Regions from separate parts of the Mus musculus genome. Here region 1 is linked to region 2. A link is a contact called in public Hi-C data. All regions are on one chromosome and are shown on one strand. The core of a region is the stretch at or near the end of the contact, and the rest is flanking DNA. Distances in the headings are between cores, read along the strand shown.

What was found. A called contact is a pair of places that touch in the nucleus more often than the background predicts.
Region 1: a contact with region 2 is called in a Hi-C map of cortical neurons. The contact joins two enhancer-like sites. A contact is called at or near these places in 3 of 39 promoter capture datasets (the C10 cell line, hippocampal neurons and neutrophils), 3 of 484 Hi-C or Micro-C datasets (bone marrow-derived macrophages and cortical neurons) and 2 of 9 other capture datasets (adipose tissue and liver).

The regions. Positions count from the first base shown.
Region 1 is chr16:91,677,268-91,679,967 of GRCm38.p6, forward strand. It overlaps Son (Son DNA binding protein), which reads left to right. Exons shown (of 12, transcript NM_178880.4): 10 at 138-209; 11 at 322-437; 12 at 834-1,925. The coding sequence ends at 893. Donson (downstream neighbor of SON) reads right to left here. Exons shown (of 10, transcript NM_021720.1): 10 at 1,998-2,700. The coding sequence ends at 2,622. Among named protein-coding and RNA genes, the nearest start is that of Donson, 10 kb to the right of the region's middle. Within about 2 kb of position 1,439, at least 22 of the 459 cell types and tissues checked have an H3K27ac peak or open chromatin away from gene starts, as enhancers often do.
Region 2 is chr16:90,949,310-90,952,077 of GRCm38.p6, forward strand. It overlaps Synj1 (synaptojanin 1), which reads right to left. Exons shown (of 32, transcript NM_001164483.1): 24 at 2,491-2,700; 25 at 1,042-1,176; 26 at 390-428. Among named protein-coding and RNA genes, the nearest start is that of Cfap298, 16 kb to the left of the region's middle. Within about 2 kb of position 1,427, at least 9 of the 459 cell types and tissues checked have an H3K27ac peak or open chromatin away from gene starts, as enhancers often do.

The sequences.
Region 1 (2,700 bases), core at 189-2,688, 730 kb after region 2:
AATAGGAGTCATCTGAGGATTTTAGTTGAAGGTATGGGTTTTTTTAGGTTTCAGTAGTGAGGGGCATCTTTCTCCATCTATTACATTTTTTTAGGTATAATAGTAAATTTGCCTTTTTCCCCCCTTTTCCTTTTAAGGTCTTGTTGCAGTAGGAGAGAGAGCACAAAAGCGTTCTGGGAACTTCTCTGCTGCAATGAAAGACTTATCAGGTGAGCACTGCCCTGTGACCTGCTCTTGCTTTTACCCTTCAATTACCTTCAATTCACAATTCCTGCAAAGTTGATGGGAATCTTTTATAACTAGTTGTTTTTCTCTCTACAGGCAAACATCCTGTGTCTGCCTTGATGGAAATCTGTAATAAGAGAAGGTGGCAACCACCTGAATTTCTCTTGGTCCATGACAGTGGCCCTGACCATCGCAAACATTTCCTCTTTAGGGTAAATATGAACTTACATACTAATTACATAGTCATGATAGAGGGTTAAGGGATGAGTGTGATACAATCAGTATTAATATTCTGTGGGTGGGTCACAGATGTGACTATGTGGTTGGGTTTTTATAAAAAGGGTACAAAATTAAAGGGAGGGTATGGGCAAAATGTATTTTCTAGTGGAATGTGGGGATACTTTTATTAGGGCTTTTAAAAATAGTATGGAGGCTTGCATTTATTTTGCAGTTTCCTTTTTAAAATCATTTGTTGCTTCTGGGCTGAGATTAATTTCTATAATGTGGGGTTTGTAATTTATAGTTATTTTTAGAATTTAGTAAAAAATTACAAAGCTAATAGATATTAAAGTTTGATGCTGTTCTTATTGTATGTTTTTCTTGAATAGGTATTGAGAAATGGAAGCCCTTACCAGCCCAATTGTATGTTTTTCTTGAATAGGTATTGATAAATGGAAGCGCTTACCAGCCCAGCTTTGCCAGCCCTAATAAGAAGCATGCTAAAGCCACAGCAGCAACTGTGGTTCTTCAAGCAATGGGCCTTGTACCAAAGGACCTCATGGCTAATGCCACTTGCTTCAGGAGTGCCTCACGTAGATAGATTGAGGTTTTATATTAATCATTCAGATAATTTTACTCTGCATCACAATGTATTTCCTCCTTAATGTTGTAAATATTTCACAATTTAAGACATTGTGTAAAAAGCAATCTGTACAAACATCTCCAGGCTTTCGTTTTTGTACCATGGAAATTGTATTTAACCATACAGGGTTTTGGTATGTTTATATTGTTTACCTTAGTGATGTATTTGTTTAAGTGGCTAACATCCAAACAATTGTTTGAGGGCATCAGTAATATTCAGTGTGGAATGTTAAATAACGCTTTTATACTGTATTTTGTACTATGATGTAACTTCCCTTCCTTACGGCTAGGCTGCTGTAACACTTGCCTGTAATCAGTGAAGGGCTGTGCACCTTGTACTATTTCACAATGGGTTCTGCTGGACAGATACTGGGCCAGTGTTATTAAGGCAATGAAGCAAGATCTGTTCCACAGGGCTATGCCACCATCTCCCCCTTTTTGTAGAGATTATGAAAAGAAAGTGATACATTGTGTCATGATCAGTACTAAGTCCTGCATTCCCATTAAAGCCACTTGACTTGGGTCATAAGAAGGAAGTCAAAATGGAAGTCCAACTTCAGAGGCCAAGTACATATTAGTATGGCTTCAGTTGTGATATAGTTTTACTTTGATGTGCATTTTGAATTTCAGCTACACCTAGATAGACGTAAATAAAAATGCTGTAACCGACTTATCTAATAAAAATTGGCACCCAGCCGCTATTTTGTTGACTGAGGAAGTTTATGTTAATTTTTTAGGGTCTGATAGAATATTCATGTGTATTACAGTGGTATTCATATGCTATGTCTCTAAACTTTATTTTCAAAAGCTTAAGGCCCAAATACAAACTTCTCTGGAATAAATGTTGTGTCTTATTCTCTGGCTTTTATGGAACACATATAACTAAGCACTATTTGTTTCTTACCCAATTCTTGTGATTTCTATGCACGTTTATTTAAAAATACTGAATTTTATACACACATGCAAACACAGATTACCTGTAAGCATACTAAGTAGTAAGTTGACATGGCTGAGGGCCCAGCACTTAGATGAAGTACAAAGTAGCCTCCCCTCTGACTTGACACAGAAGATGAACATACGTGAGAGCAGAGGAACTAGAAATCATTAGTAAAAATGCTCATTTCCCTACGTCTTGAAAGAACTCACTGCTCGTCTAAGGTACAATGTGGATGCTTTAGTCTCCATTGGAATAATTGCTACAGGTAGTCTGTTTCTCAATTGTAATAAAACACTGACTTTTCTACTCAGGTTAACAATAAGTTGCAGGGATAGAACTCTTATTTGAATTATCTGAGGTATTAAGGAAGCTCCTTGCATCTTCATCTCTGAAAATGTATGAAAATAATAAAAGCAAAATCTTGATTTAAAACCTAATGCTATTGCATGTAATAAGTTAATATAAAAATGTTTAGGAACATTTCAGTATTTTAAAATATATTCTTCCGAATGAACTTTAAAAGCCAGGGGCCTACGCATCTTGCATTTCCTTGCTAGGAAGCTTTTTCCTCAGACTCCTTTTAGGCTTACTTTGGTGTTCAGGATCTCCAACTTAAAATGTAGTCACTCATTTCCACACTCCGCAGGGATGACTTCCCCAGCACTGGCCTCTGACTG
Region 2 (2,768 bases), core at 177-2,676:
CAGGTGAGCACAGGGGTGCATGCAAAGCCCTACTTCCAGTTTTCATGTTAACCAAACAAATTACTGCTTAAATAAAAGCAGACAATAGTGAATACAAATGAGCTCGTTGAAAAGAAGAAATGTTATAGTCTTACATAAACAGATGAGGCAAGAATTTGATTTATTCAAAATGAAAAATAAGATAGAGTTTATTAGTTATACTCACGGAATAACTAAGCTCTAATATGTTAACAGGAATGTAGACATTTGGAGCTCTTTTAGCATGGAGTATAAATGTACACATTTTGATGCTTACCAAACAGATTTAAACTGTCTCTCAGTTACATGGTTCAAACTCCAAAGTATTAATAAGCCAGCATTCACACAGGATAGCAAATGTAAATGGTTACCTCCAAATTCTTTTCTAGCAGGCGCAGGACTCCTAGCCCCTTATAGTTCATAAGAAATTAGGCAGCAGAAAGGGAATGACATTAAATAAAGAGTTGAAATGTCAATATCTACTCTAATAATCATGAAAGCACACATCATATATGATTGTGTAAATATCTAGACATTACACAAAGCTGTTATTCAATGTATATGCTCACAAGAAGTGAACACTGCATTTAGCTAAGAGAATATTTAAAGAGGTATATAAAACATATTAAAAACATGTATGTACTTCAGTTCTCAAATACATTTTTCAGAAATTAATAACTGTTAATTGTCTTTATAAAGCTACAGATGAGGAATTAAAAAAAATAAACTTAGATTTACCCAAGAACATCATACATGCCCAACCAATCAAAGTAGCCAAACCCAAACAAGTGTCTCCTGTGCAAGGCAAGGAGGCAGCTGGCCGTGCTCACAAACCCTGCTCGCTAGACATGCTGTCCTGCTGCTCCTCAGAGCTCCTTTTAGACAAGTTCAAGAGGTATCAATAATGACCACACAAACACACACACAACATCCTGAGGATACAGATGAAAACATGCACAATGCATTTAAATGAAGTAGAGGAAATTTTTAAGTTAAACAGGCAATCTAAGAGTAGTTGGTTACCTGAAGGTGGAGGTGGTCTCTGTGGTGGGGCAGGACGTGCCGGAGGAGCGACTGGGCGGGGAGGGGGTGGTCTCTTGGGCTCTAGAGTCTGGGAAGAATCCTTCTGGGCCGCTGGCTGAGTGTCAACTGGAGAGCCTAAGAAAGTGAGTAAAGTGAGACCAGGTGCCAACCGGGAGGGCGCTAGTGAGACGGAACGTGCATGCCTGATGAACTGACCCAACTCTCTCCTCTCAAAGGTCTGTGCCTTACAGAAAGAATAAAACACTCTCGGTGACTATGGCAGCAGTCCACCAAAGAAGCCCCTTCTGGAAGCATGGGAACCATGCTGCTGCCCTGTGCACCTTCACTTGGCTGCGGTGTTGAGAGCTGACTTACTAAGGAGGACTATTAAGGGACAAAATGTACTGTTTGAGTTAAGTCATACATAACTTGCCGGCCAGCCAGGAAGAGAGGGGAAAAGCCCAACGAGTCAAGTGTTCTTATCTCAGAGTAGAAAACCACACGTTGTAAAGCTCAGACGCGACTGAGCACATAACAGGACTGAGACAGGGCATCCCGTGGCAGCAGTGCTGTGAAGCTTCTCCACTGAGAGTAGAGTTACTGTCAGGAATCCACTCCTGTTACAGGCCACTCAGTACCTGGGCTAAAGCTAAAAAACCTGTGCTGGTTAGTTTGTGTCAACTTGATACAAGTTAAGAGTCACTGGGGGGAAAAGAACTTCAACTGAGGAATTCCTATGTCAGACTGGCTTGCAGACCAAGTCCCTTGATGAATGACTGATGGGGTCAGACCTTGTGGGTGGCACTACCCTTGGGCAGGTGGTCCAGGAGGAATAGGAAAGCAGACTGAGTTAGCCACTGGGAGCAAGCCTCTGTATCAGCTCCTGCCTCCAGATTCTTGCCCTGAGCGTCTGGCTTCCCTTAATCACCTGTAAACCAAACAAGCCCTTCCCGCCCCAAGCTGGCTTTGGTCAGTGGGCTAGGGTTTCTATTGGTGAAATGAAACACCATGACCAAAAAAGCAAGTTGGGGAGGGATTAAAGCTTATCTGGCTTACACTTCCATATTCCTGTTTATCATGAAAGGAAATCAGGGCAGGAACCTGGAGGCAGGAGCTGATGCCGAGGCCATGGAAGGGTGCTTCTAACTGGCTTCCTGTCCCTGCTTGCTCAGCCTGCTTTCTTATAGAAGACCAGGTCCATCAGCTCAGAGATGCACCACTGGGCTGGAACCTCCCCCATCAATCACTAATTATGAGACGTCCCGATAGCTGGATCTTATGGAGGCATTTTCTCAATTAAGGTTTGTGTGTCAAGCTGACATAGGACCAGCCATCGCAGTCAGTGTTTTTATCACAGCAACAGAAAGCAAACAAGGATACAGCCGTACTCCAACGTTCAAACAAACCGTCAAGACAAAGTCACACCAAATTTTCAAATAAAACACGCACCCTGCGAACTTGGAGGTCCTGGAGTTCTTGACGGTGCTCGGCTAGGTCTGATGGGAAGAGAAGGGGCGGAGTACTCTGGTACTGTGGGGGACTGGCAGGGACTGGTCCGGGGTGAAGAACTTGGAGAAGTGCCCAGGCCAGAACTTGAGGACGGCTGCAGATGCTGAGGAAGAAGCTCCTCTACTTCAGCGCTGTAGTCATCGACGTCACCTAGCAAGGCCACCAAAGACAGCACCTTTTACCTTTTTATAGTAGGGCTTCCAGGGCTAAAGACAAGT